2 separate regions of the Rattus norvegicus genome follow, and region 2 is linked to region 1. The links are chromatin contacts, called in public Hi-C maps. All regions are on one chromosome and are shown on one strand. Each heading gives the region's core, a stretch centred on a gene start, on an enhancer-like site or on the middle of the called end of the contact. The rest is flanking DNA. Distances are from core to core; before and after follow the strand shown.

What was found. A called contact is a pair of places that touch in the nucleus more often than the background predicts.
Region 2: a Hi-C map of liver shows a contact between it and region 1, with 5 times the contacts expected there. The contact joins two enhancer-like sites. A contact is called at or near these places in 8 of 12 Hi-C or Micro-C datasets (the Rat2 cell line, Schwann cells, frontal cortex and 4 more).

The regions. Positions count from the first base shown.
Region 1 is chr12:37,023,260-37,029,941 of GRCr8, reverse strand. It overlaps Scarb1 (scavenger receptor class B, member 1), which reads right to left. Exons shown (of 13, transcript NM_031541.2): 13 at 5,960-6,682. It overlaps LOC120095963 (a long non-coding RNA gene), which reads left to right. Exons shown (of 3, transcript XR_005491951.2): 3 at 1-727. Among named protein-coding and RNA genes, the nearest start is that of Scarb1, 69 kb to the right of the region's middle. Within about 2 kb of position 2,986, at least 35 of the 93 cell types and tissues checked have an H3K27ac peak or open chromatin away from gene starts, as enhancers often do. A contact at or near this core is called in liver, where this site is marked.
Region 2 is chr12:37,371,148-37,377,829 of GRCr8, reverse strand. No RefSeq gene overlaps it. Among named protein-coding and RNA genes, the nearest start is that of Rpl27l5, 66 kb to the left of the region's middle. Within about 2 kb of position 2,964, at least 5 of the 93 cell types and tissues checked have an H3K27ac peak or open chromatin away from gene starts, as enhancers often do. A contact at or near this core is called in liver, where this site is marked.

The DNA.
Region 1 (6,682 bases), core at 1,737-4,236:
TGTTCCTCCTCCGTCTCAAAACTGCCTCAGAAGCCTGGAGTAGTTGAGTATGCTGTCGGCTTCCTGACTAGAACCACAGCGACCCCTGGTGGCCATTCTCTGTACCTACATCTGCTTCAAGCTATTCCATGCTCCTGCTTGCTATTCCCACAACCTTTATTGCCCAACTGCCCTTGGCTACTGGGCCCACTCCCTCTCCCCAGGGGCATCCCTTAGCCAGCAGTCTCTGCCTCATGCTCTCTCCTTCTAGGGAACTCAGCCCCGCAGGATCCCAACACACAGAAAGTCACGGGGTCACTTGCTGAATGAGAGAATCTAAGCATTTCCTCAGAGTGAAAAGTGCTCCGCACACAGCAGGTGCCTAATAGTTGCTTCCTGGAAGCTGGGCATCCCAGCGTTCTCACTGTAGTCCCATCTCTGGAGTGACTGCCCACACGCCCCTTTTTATTTCTTATTTATTTCGTAAATAAGTAATTGCTATGTAACCCAGGTTGGCTTCAAATTCATCGTTGCCCTGCTTCAGCCTGTTGAGGTCTGCACCACACTGCTGTTCACGGCCCAAGTCCTAATCATGAGCCCTGGGTTTTAGTTTCGGGGCTCCTGAACAAGCCTCTTAGTGTTAAGACCCTTTCAAATTCTAAAGATTAAGAAAGAAATATTTCTGGCGTGGGAGAGGCGCTCTGGAACACTCATAAAATAAAATTCCTTAAGGTTGCCCATCCCCGAATCAGTCTGTGGATAGTTAATGACGGGGTTTCCACCTCCCAAGAACCGAGGGACACTGGCCAACCTTACAGACGCCACGCGTCATCCTTTGTGTGCAACCCGCCCTCCAGTGGTCAGTTCTGGAATTGCACAGAAGTCGGTCCTGGATTTTTTTTTTTCTTTTTAACTGGATGCGGGTTGAGGGGGTTGTCTTCAGAATAGGGAAAAGCTACCTACGTGTTTAAGGACAAGCTGTAGCAGACGAAATCTCAGAAAGACTCCTGGGAAGAACAGAAGTGGAAGCCCAGGCTGCCTATGAGAGCCAGGAGCGGCCTGGCCGACCGTCCCACATACTCCAGGGACAGATCAAAACACGACGGTGTGGTGAACGCGAATGCAGGCAGAGGTTCCACCCACCTCCTTGGCTGTTCCACCCCCTGCAGAGGCTCTGGCTTTCGCTCATTGCTTTTTTTTCTTTTCCTGAGGTGGGCTTCACCTTCAGCCCAAATTGTCCTAGAACTCACGATCCCCTGGCTTCAGCCTCATGAATGCCGGGCTGACACCAAGGAGTCTGGCTCCATTTTGATTTGCCTAACAATAGTCTCATGCAGCCCAGGCTGGCTCTACCTTCTTGTGTACCTCATTTATTCCCTGAATTCCCGAGGCTTCTGTCACTGCCTCTTGGGTGCACTGTCTTAAAGGGGTGGGGGTTGCTCGGGTCTGGGACTCGGCCGTGCCCCTTAAAAGAAGCAGCAGGAGAGCAAAACCATCTGAGAGGAAGGGTGTTGGTTGGGCGACTCCGGAGACCTGCACCCCACCCCAGGACCCTGGTGCCAAGCACACAGCGGGCTCCGGGCAGATATTTCCTGAAAAAGTTGACGTGCTCCAGGGTCACATACCAGAGTTTCCATCACAATGCCAGGGCTGGAGGCAGGGGCCGTACTCCAACAACCAGAGTTAAGATTCCATAGCATCCTGGCATCAACTGGGGTACAAAAGCACTGTAGGGGTGCTGAGGTGAAAAAACTGAGTGAGCAGTTATCACGGGTCGGGTGGGGGCATCCTAGTTTCATTTCTATCTCTGTGACAAGAGTAGCATGGAGAAACAAGGGACATTTCACTTACAGTTTCAAGTCTATTATTCCGGGGAGGTACAGGCAGGGACTCAGGCAGTGAGTCACATCACATCCACAGTCAGGAGCAGAGAGGAAATGGGACACACCCATGGTGCCTGCTTGCTCATGCTCAGCTAATTTTCTTCACTCTTACACAGGTCAGGACCCGGCCTAGGGAATGGCACCGCCCACAGTCGGGGTGAATCTTCCCACTTTAATTAACGATCAAGGCAAATACTCACACATGGGCCCCCCGAGACCAGTTTGATCTGTGTAGTTCCTCTCTGAGGGATTCTCTCTCCCTCACCCTTTCTTCCCAAGTGATTCTACGTTGTGTCAAGTTGACATCTTTAATTTACCAGCACGGAGGGCTTCCCATAGGAGGCAGGAGAACTAGGGATAGGGTAGCTGATGAAAGTGAGGCCTGGGTGAGGCAGGAGATGATCGAGGTGACACACCCTCCATTGGTAGCATAGGAGGTGGTGACAGTGTACAGAGCATCCTCCGAGAACTAGGAGCTACTGGATACTGAAGGGCCTGCAGGTTTAAGGGCTGTGTGTCACATGAACATAGAATTCTGGGCAAACTAGGCCCAGCATCTCACAGACACATGGCTTCTTCCTCTTTGAAAATTTAATTCTTGAAGCCAGGTGTGGCGAATGCCTTTGATCCCAGCACTTGGGAGGCAGACACAGGTGGATCTCTGACTTCAAGGCCAGCCTGGCTACACAGAAGAATCCTGTCTCAAAAAACAAAAACAAAACAGAAAACAAACAACAAAAACAAAAACAAAAGAGGAGGGGCTGGAGGGATAGCTCAGCTAATAACGTGGAAATAAACACAAGGATGTGAGTCCGAGTCCTGAGAGAGAGGGAGGGAGGGAGGGAGGGAGGGAGGGAGGGAGAGAGAGAGAGAGAGAGAGAGAGAGAGAGAGAGAGAGAGAGAGAGAGAGAGAGAGAGAGAGAGAGAGAGAGAGAGAGAGAGAGAGAGGGAGGGAGAGAGAGAGCGCGCGCCCAAGCCCAAACCAAAAGGATCCTTTTCCAGGAGCCAGCAGGGGGCGCTATAAGCGGCTGTTCCCTTTTGGGGCTTTGGGGCCTCCGCACAGCACAGACCTCTTCTACACACACACCCATGGGGGAGCCTTCCCACACTAGTTCCCAGAAGGCTGCAGATTGGGCAACCAGCTTTTGCAAGCGGGTTATTTCCATTCTCTGGCTTTCTATAAATGTGGAGAGAGATCAGTGGGTGTGCCGGTCCACAGGGTAAAAATACCCGGGTGATTGACGGCTGACAATAGGTGGCAGCCATCCGATCCCTGCGTACTGCTCTGCAGGGGAGGCGTCCCCGCAGCCAACTGGACAGGCGCCCCGCTGCCTGGTTCCTTCTGAGAATATTTGGAACAGACAGAGCTTGCCTGCTGCCAAATGTTACACACTGAGAGGAAGGTCAGTGTGTATATAGAGGTGGGGAGGTAGCGCTGGGGAAGTGGAACTTGAACCTCAAGCTTTGCTTTGCTCTGCTCTGCTTTGTTTTGTTTTGTTTTGTTTTGTTTTGTTTTGTTTTGGTTTTGAGACAGGGTTTCTCTGTGTAACCCCGGCCATCTTGGAACTCACTCTGTAGACCAGGCTGGCCTTGAACTCAAGAGATCCACCTGCCTCTGCCTCTGGAGTTCTGGGATTAGAAGAATGTTACCACCACCTCACTACTTTTGGCTTGGGGGGGGGTTGTTTTGTTTTTATTTAAGAGGGAATCTCACTACATAGTCTAGCTGGCTTGTACCTTGCTGTGTAAACCGAGTTAGCCTCGAATTCACAGAGATCCTCTGTCTTCTGAGTGCTGGGATTAAAGGATTGTGCCATCACACCATCACAACACCTCCTCCTCCTCCTCCTCCTCCTCCTCCTCCTCCTTCTCCTCCTCTTCCTCCTCCCCCCTCCTCCCCCACTTTCTTCTTCCACCAGTTCTTACATAGCCTCAGGCTGGTCTTGAACTTGTGATGTAGCTCGAAATGACCTTGAACTTCTGATCTTCTTGCCTCTACCTCACACCTTTGCCCGCAGTTCATTCGATGCCGGGGATCTATCCCAAAGCTTTTTGCCCGCTAGGTGAACAGTCTGCCCACTGAACTCCAGTTCCAGTCCCTACTCTGTGTACACTTGAGCAGTGGGTCCTCAGATAGGACCATGCATTAAAACTCACAGAAGCACATAGATTCTTCCATTCTGTGTGCAGGGAAACTTCATAAACTACGTGTGGCAGAAAAGGCCGCCCGAGACAATGTCCACAGTCAGCAAAACATGACAGGCTAATGAGGCCAGACCTAGTGACTAGAGTGGGGTGTCCTGTTAGGGGCTGAATGTGTTTAGTCCCTTACCCAGTGAAAGGAGATCTGACCGCATGGGGCTCTGTTTGCTGGTAACAGATTAAGGTGGAGGGAGGTCCCAGGCCAGAGTTGAGTTTCCACACACCTATAAAAGCCAAGTAAAGGGGTTGGGGATTTGGCTCAGTGGCAGAGCGCTTGCCTAGCAAGCGCAAGGCCCTGGGTTCGGTCCTCAGCTCCGAAAAAAAGAAAAAAGAAAAAAAAAAAAAAGCAGCCATGTAAGACACAGACACCTGCAGGGCAGGGGACAAACATCCCCAGAACCCCAGCCAGCCTGACCCAACCTTCCTGAGCCTCCAGACTCCTGAGCATGGGTGTCTGCCTGAGTCCTCCTGCCCTCTGTCTGTGGTGCAATAGAAGCAGGCACAGAAACCAGACCAGGAAAGTCACAAGGAACCCAGGCAGAGGTGCATGTCTCTGGTCCCAGCCATGCAGAAGGATAAGGCCAGAAGATTCCTTGAGCCCAGAAGTTCCCAACCAACCTGAGTAGCACAGAAAGGCTGTTTATCCCCAGTCATAGAAATAATAAATCTGGTGCACACCTTTAATCCCAGCACTTAGGAGGCAGAGGCAGGTGGATCTGTGAGTTCGAGACCAGCCTGGTCTATGGAGTGAGTTCTAGGACAGCCTGGGCTACAGAGAGAAACCCTGTCTTGGAGAAAAGAAATCTGGATATGGTGGGGGTATGCCTGCCATCCCAGCATTTGGGGCAGAGAGGCAAGAGGATGACAGGTTCCAGCCCAACTTTTCCTAACAAAGGTAGAACCTGTCTTACAAAACAAAACAAAAAAAAATATTAGCTTCACGTAGAGGTTTGTGTCCCACAGCATAATGGAGTGAATAATATGAGGTAGAAGAAAACTTTCAATGGCTCTAGGGCAGGAAGTAAGCAGTGCCAGTTGAAGAAGAAGTGCAGGGCCAGCGAGATGGCTCAGCGGGTTGAGGAGCTTGCTGCCAAACTGGAGGAACTGAGTTCAACACCCCCCCCTCACCTCCCAGGATCCACATGGTGAAGACAGAACCAATTCTTGCAGGTCACCCTCTGACCTACACATCTGTGCCATGGCATGGACCCACACACAATAATAATTTTTTTCTAAGAAAGCAAGGGGGTGCAGACCATTGCAACCAGAGTGTCTTATGTATTTTTTTTAAGATTTATTTATTTTTTATGTATGGGAGTATACTGCAGCTATCTTTAGACACACTGGAAAAATCATCGGATCCTATTACAGATGGTTGTGAGCCACCATGTGGTTGCTGGGATTTGAACTCAGGACCTCTGCAAGAGCAATCAGTGCTCTTAACTGCTGAGCCATCTCTCCAGCCCCATCTATGTATTTTTTAATGTTCACAGTAAAAACCTCTTGCCCAGTTCCTAGTGGGTCCCTTGAGGGTAAAACACGATTTTATTCTAAAACAGGGACACCAGGGAGAATTCCTGCTTTAACTTGGGACAAAACTTAGATAGACCCTTCTTTCCAACCCTTTCCCCCCACACTCCCCAGGTTTGTTACTTGGGTAACAAGGGTGCTTTGGCCTTGAACCCTGACTATAGGAAGGCCCAGGGGACCCCATGGGACAGAGGAACGACAGAGGTGGCCTGTCTTGGTGCACCCAAGCCACGTACATTAGGTTTGAGGTGGAAAAATGACTTGCGGCTGGTCGGTGCTGGCCTCACACCAGGAGACACGTTGGCAGTCGTGGCCTGGATCCTGGAGCCCCAGCCCTGCCCAGAAAACAGTCACAGAAGCCAGTGTTGAATTTGTGAAAAGGTTTATTGCTTCAGTCATGACTTTCTTTCAAAAGACGATAAAATTTCTCTTCCAGTAGAAAAAAAGGGGTCGATTGTGGGACGCTGGGCCTCTGTATACCCTACCCTCTGGTGAGATATACTAGGTGCCAGGGGTAGACGGCCCACACCTCTCTCTTTGACCCCACGCCTGAAAAATAAGGACCCTGAGGGGGCCTGCCACCGCTGCCACTTACAGTGGCCAATTCAGTGTTCAGGTGACAGCAGAGACTGTAGGAGAAGGGCCAGATACAGCGCCAGAGTGTGTGTGCAGACTGGTCAGGATCTGGAACTGCTTGTCCAGCCGTGACGCAAGAGGCCGATGTTTGCCCAGCCCCTAGGAGTGACAGATCTGTGTCCTCTGTGGGAACTAAGGCTTTCAGCCTGCTGGAGAAAGACGGAGAAAGTCAGGAGCCCCGGCGGCGCCAGCTCCTACAGGAGGGGCAGCTACAGTTCCCACAGCCTGGCTCACAGGTCACTTAGAAGAGGTCGCCTGTGGCCCAACAGGCTCTACTCAGCAGCGGGTCTGTCCCTGGTCCCTGAGTGTTTCCGCACACTATGTGCCGTGTGGACAGTGTGACATCTGGGGGCTCAGGACGTGGCACTGGCGGGTTGTCCGCTGAGAGAGTCCTCGAGAAGTGGGGTGTAGGGACTGGGCGGCTGGTCTGACCAAGCTATCAGGTTTGGGGG
Region 2 (6,682 bases), core at 1,715-4,214, 350 kb before region 1:
GCATGGCAGCAGCAGCTTGCTCACATCTGGGCAAGTCAGGAAGCAGAGAGAAAGCTGGAAGCAGAGCCAGGTTATAACCCTCAAGGCTTGTCTGCTTGTCTCCCAGGCACCTACTTCCTCCAGTGAGGCCCTACCTCCTAAGCTTCCATAATGTCTTCCAACAGAACCACCAGCCTGAGATTGAGTATTTATATATAGTAGGTGAGCCAGTAAGGAAGTTTCACAGTTAAACCAGGGCAGCATACAACCCGGAAGCATCTAATTACATTGTTACAAGTCAAGTCAGTTAACCTGGAGCTGGGGCTTCCCTAGCCCTCTGCTCATCTCCCTTGTTTAGAATCTGAGCTCCAGAGAGAGGAAGTGACATCACTGTCTGAAGACCAAGCTGCAGAGCATCCAGGGTATTTGGCTTCCCCGCTGATGATGACTCTTGGGATCCCTCCACAGCGTCTTCCCGAGAGGAGAAACAGGAAAGACCTTTAACCCCATGGGGGGGGGGGGCAGGTGTCATCAATCTCCCAGATGAACTGGTTTGTGTCTGCAAGTGACAGAAAGCCCTCCTGGGCTAACCACTGAGAGAATTCACTGCCGTATTTGACACAACTGGACTGTACTTGACTGACTATTGTTCAGGCCTTTGCCTTTCTAACCCTTGCCTCCAGACTCCCTTGGTGAGCCAGGTCTCTTTTTGGTGGCCACCCCAATGGCACTCTCCACAGTGGTCACAAGATGGCAGCTCCAGTGCCAGAGTTTTGAAGAGGAGAGGCTCCCAATGTGTCCCTTAACCTATGACAATTACTGTGCCTCTGGCTCTGTGGGTCCCTCCTGCCTGGAAGGAGCCTTGTCTGCACCCACGGTTTGAGAGTCCAGCAGCAGGTGGATCTCCAGAGGGAAACTGAAATCACGTTCCTGAGGAATTCTTTTGGTGCTAACATGTGGTCTTTAAGGATTTCAACCTGACTTAACCTGTGTTGTCCCAGGTCTTAAGGGCTCATCTATGACGCGTCTACACAAGCAGTCATCTGACTTTCTACTTCATATCTCTGTTCTCTCTCTCTCTCTCTCTCTCTCTCTCTCTCTCTCTCTCTCTCTGTGTGTGTGTGTGTGTGTGTGTGTGTGTGTGTGTGTGTGTGTGTGTGTGTATGGGCAAGCGTGTATTACATGTAGATGTGGAGGTCAGAAGTCAAAGTCCGGTGTTCACTCCTCACCCTTTTTTTTTTTTTTCTACAGGGTCTCTCCCTGAACCTGAGCCTTCCTTACTGATTGGCTAGACCTGCTGGCTAGTGAGATCTGGGGACCCTCCTGTCTCTCCCTCCCCAGAACACCCAGCTTTTATACAGGTGCTAAGGATCAACCTCAGGCCCTCACTGTTGCTTGGAAAGTGCTTCCCAGACTGAGCCATCAGCTTCCCAGCTCCTGCCACATTCTTCACAAGTCATAAAACCCTTTCCCATCCAGAGTGGACCCAAGGCAACTTTTATCACCCCACCCCCCAATTTAATTAAATCAACGAAGTAATGCTGTCAGGCCCTAAGATATGGGGAAGTGTGAGTTTCACAAAGGGGTGCCTGAGTTTTTAATAGACTAGACTTCTGCTGTAAATGAAAGCAATGTTGAATTCCTCAGTGATCCTAGCAAAGGAGGAAAGAGAGAAGAAAGTGGGGGGCTGAGTTCTTTTGTCTCCTCATTAGTGCTGGTGGAATTTAAAGATTCTTCCAACACTTACTTAGCCACGAGGCCTGGAAGGAAGGGTCTAGAACAATCATTAAAAGGCATCTGGGGTTTATCTCCTTTTCCCCAAATCAGTGTAGCCTTGGACCCACAAAGAGGGAGCTCTCCCAGGGGGAAGGCTACCCAGAAAGAGTCCCCTGCTGCTAGGATGGTACCTTGTGACACATTCTCAGGTACAGTACTGAGGGGACTTCCCCTCCCATCTTAACAGGGCCTGGGGCTGGAGCTCTGTGAGTGATGTCACTGAAGCTCGGAGACTTTCTTCCCTTCTGTTTTTAATCTGCTGTCACCCTGTTGAGTTTAAGACAGAGCTTTATTCTGAACACCTCTGTTCTCTCTCTGCTGGTGGGACGGTTCTGAAGGGGACCAGGAGATGTCTCAGGAGTCATGACAAAACCTACAGGTCCTCCAGCAAGGGGAGATGGGGCCACATGGAGTGACCGTGTATTTTGGGTTGTACTGGAATGTGTTTGGAAAGGCAAGAAGGGAGATAAAAATCAAAACTCAAAGCTTCTAAATGTTTCTCAGCTGCCCTTGACAGTCGTGCCTGCTATGGTCACCACCCGGATCTAGACTTGTCACTAGCTCATGTTCAGCTGCCTGTGCCTGAGCCTGAAGTGCCCTCCTCCAAGCCCCTCACTTTGTCTAGCCATCAGCAGGGACTACAGCCACTACCGCAACCAATGCCTCTGGGCAGGTGGCAGATATATACCCCACCCCCAACCTCGTTCCCTCTGTCTTCTATTGGCCTGAATTGTTGTTTTTTACATGGTGTTTGTTTGCTTTGAAGTAGTGCTAACCTTATGGAATGTTGTAGCTGGTCACAGGGGGAACATACCTGCAAGCCCATTACTAGGAAGGCTGAGGCAGGAGGATCACTGAGAGTTCAGAGCCAGTCTGGGTTACAGAGTGAATAATGAATGAGTTAGTACTGGGCTAACCTGGGCTAGCCGAGATGTGAGATGGGCTAGCCTGGGAGTGAGATGCCCAGTCCAAAGAAAACAAACAGTAGATAGATAGATAGATAGATAGATAGATAGATAGATAGATAGATGGATGGATAGACAGACAGGCAGATGGACAGACAGACAGACAGGGTGCAGCATAGCTGAGAATGCCCAATCATGGTTCTGTTTACATCCCACAGTGTTGAAATCTTACACAGTTAAGGGCAAGGTTCAGTATCAAGAGCACCCATGGGCACCATTCTTCCGACTGAAACTGCCAACCGCAGTCCCTCCTTTTTCTGTTGAAGTCCTTGCCCTGGCCTAGGATCTGATTCAGAACCCTGTGTATCTTTTTTATCTCCACCCACGCCGTTTCTCAATGTTCCATGACCTCAACACTCTCAGAGAGTCGGTCAGCAGTTCTGAGACAGGCGCACGTGTTCTGTCTGCATTTTCCCTTGTTCCGGTGAGGTTATGTGTGTGCCTGAACCGGACAGAGGTGACCCCCATCCCTCTCAGGCACCACACTGGGGCAGATGACATCAGCCTTACTGCCCAGATATTGACCTTGATCTTGGCCAAGGTGGTGCCAGCCACTTTTTTCTATGTTACATCCCTCTCCTCTCCTTGGTATGCTCTAACTGCCTCAGGAGAGGTGTTCTGAGACCTTGTGACACTCCGCCCGATACATAGCTTCCCACTCCTGATTTTAGAAGGCACCGACCGCAAGGGCGGTGTTTACCTGGCACTTGGGTGTTCCCTTCATTAATTTATTTGGAATTTATTGATTTATTGTCATACTGGGAAGAGCAGTGACAGGTTGAAGGCAGAGGGTCAAAGTATTCACCAGACAGGAATGGACAGAGACAATTTATTAAGAAAATACGCTGCAAGGAGAGACGGAGACTCAGAGCGCGCTGGCTGGAGCACCGCCCTTGGGAGCTTTCTGACAGGCCTTTCATTTGCCGGAATGCTGTTAATCTCAGTTTTCTTACAAGATTAGCATTTGGGGTGGGGGCCCCATGGGGCATAGGACTTGGGTTGTGTTTGTGTGAAATGTCCCAAGTCACAGGTCAGGTTGGAGTAACTCTTGAATGTTAAAGTGTGGTGGGTTCTGCTTGACCGTGATCTCCTTTAGTCTCCACATTCAACCCCTGACAGGTCAGCAGGGGCAAACCACTGACAAGGGATGGAGACTGTCTCCCGGGGCAGCATCAGACCTGAGTGGACATCAGGACCTCGAATGATCAGTCAACATGGGGTGCAGGGCTGTGAGGTAGAGAAGGCTCCAGGTGCATCTTGGGATGGGGCAATGACTATGCAGGTTGTAACGTCACTTGGAGGGCCAAAAGGTCATCAGTGGTGGGGGCTGATGTTGACGGTATTGGCTGATGTCCCCGAGACTGCACCATCAGGAGTTCATACTAACGTCCAGGCCTGGGCTCTGGAGATTAAAATGACAACAGGTTAATAACATTGGCAGTGTACAAGTTCAGGAGGGACAATGATCAGGGAAGCAGCCACAGCCCTTTTCCACAGAAGCCAACTGTCACTCAGAGGCGCTTTCTCTGGTCTGTTCCAGTAAATATTCTTGGAATTTTTAATTTTTTTTTCTTTTTTCTTTTTTTCGGAGCTGGGGACCGAACCCAGGGCCTTGTGCTTGCTAGGCAAGTGCTCTACCGCTGAGCTAAATCCCCAACCCCGAAATTTTTAATTTTAGTGTGTGTGTGTGTGTGTGTGTGTATTTGTGTGTGTATGTGTGTGTGTGTGTGTGTGCGTGTGCGTGTGTGTCTGTAAACATGCCATGGGTTGCAAATGGAAGTTAGACAACAGCTTGTAGGAGCAGAATCTCCCCTTCTTCCCGTGGGGTTCCAGGGCTTGAACTCAGGTCATCAGGCTTGGCAGCAAGCACCTTTCCCTGCTGAGCCACATTGCTGGCCCTGAGGGTACTCGGGCCTCACACCCTCAGCTTGTTCCCATCTTTCTTAGCATATTTATGATGAAATCTGATTCCAGTGCTTTAACGTCTCCACTTAGCATTTATTGGACTCCATCTTTGGGAAGAGCTGTCCATTCAGGGTTCGATCCCTCAGGATCCCAAGCTGCCCAGCACTCGTTTGAAGAACACGTTAATACCCCTTACACAATAGCACCTAACTTGACACAGAGCACTGTCACAAGTGTCCCTCTCTTCCACCACCTCGAGCTCCCCTGATGTCAGTGTACCCTGCTCTTCCCCACAGTATAACAATGCCCTAACCTGGTTCTCAGGGAGACCATCCCATACTCTGTAATCTTCGTCTTCATACAGGGGACAGGAGCTGAGGCCTGGCTTCTGCAGTGGTCAGCTGAACAGCTCCACAGTAAACCAGCTGAGGCTGCGGCAAACACCAGAAGAAACCTTCTCCCCGCTTGTCCCCACCGCCTTTCTTTTATCAACATCCTTGCAGGCTGGAGAGATGGCTCAGCGGTTAAGAGCACTGGCTGCTCTACCAAGGTCCTGAGTTCAATTCCCAGCAACCACATTGGCAATTCACAACTATAATTTGAGTTCCAGAGGATCTGGCACCCTCACGCCACACAGACATGCAGACAGAACACCAGTGGACATAAAAACAAACCTTTTGGGGTTGGGGATTTAGCTCAGTGGTAGAGCGCTTGCCTAGGAAGCGCAAGGCCCTGGGTTCGGTCCCCAGCTCCGAAAAAAATAAAAAAAAAAACAAAAAAAACCCAAAAAAACCCAAACCTTTTCAGAATTTCAATTGATGATTCAATCCCCCAGTCTTCTGTAGCTTCCTTAAATGAACGCAAACAAACAAAGTATACTCTAGCTGGAGCATATCAACGGAACACTGCAAAGGAGCAGTACTGTTTTTACCCAGGAGAGTATCATAAATTCCACTTCCCATGGCGAGCCTGGGATTCTCACAGGAGTGGATGCTTCGCTGTTTTCTAGAAGGGCCTGGGGCAGGGGGTAGGGGGGATGCTGCTGGGTGAGAGTGGTGGACGGAGTTGGAAGGAGCCCAGAGGCACAGTCTCAGGTTCTCAGCAGTGGGATGGCTGACTAAGAAAAATCTCTGGAGCTAATGATGGTAGATGAGTGTGGCGCCAGGCCAGCAGGTCCAGAGGTTCGAACCCACCCAGAGCCTCTAGTTCCTGACATCCAGGTGGAATGTCTGCCCTGGGTTTCTAGGCTGGGGACATTTCACAGTGTCATTTGGCCTGACTCTTCGATTCAGACGAAGTCACTGGAGAGTGCCCTGCCTTATGAGTGTCCAGGTCACTAGGACAGTGACAGGGTGACTGGGGAGGACAAAGGCCAGATGCCACCTTAGAAATGGGGGAGGGGTGGGAATAAACAGTTCAACCCAGGCCTATCCTGGTGACATTTGCTAATTCTAGAATTTTTACATCCTTTTCAACTAAAATGTTGTTTCTGTGTGTGTGTGTGTGTGTGTGTGTGTGTGTGTGTGTGTGTGTGTGTGTGTGCGTGTGTCCGTCCGAGGTCTCTCATAAGTCCTGGCTATTTCCTGAATTCACAGCATAGCTGGTCTTGAACTCCCGATCCTTCTTCCTCTACCTTCCAAGTATGGAGGTAACATGCATGTGCCACCACCACACCCAGGCCCCACTCTCAGAATATTCTTAAAGAAAAGAAGAGATTTTTTTGTTTTGTTTCTTTGTTGTTTCTGTTTATTACTTTCAGACTCTGACAGGCACAAAGAAATGCTTACCCAGTGAGACTCTGGAACACAGGCGCACACCGGTACCGAGACCCATTCGTGACCAACAACAGGCGTGACTCAGCACGCAGAACCTTCCCCAGCTCTGCGTTGCCTCCACTGAGATACAGAATGGCTCACGGTGTCCCAGAACCCCTTGAGTGACACTGGTGTTGCTGCAGAGTGTGGGATAGAGTGTCTCCTCTGGTTTGCACAGGGCAAGTTGTTCCTCGGGGACAAGACGCAGGCCTGTGGTGACCCCAAGAGGTCTGAGGCTTGGGT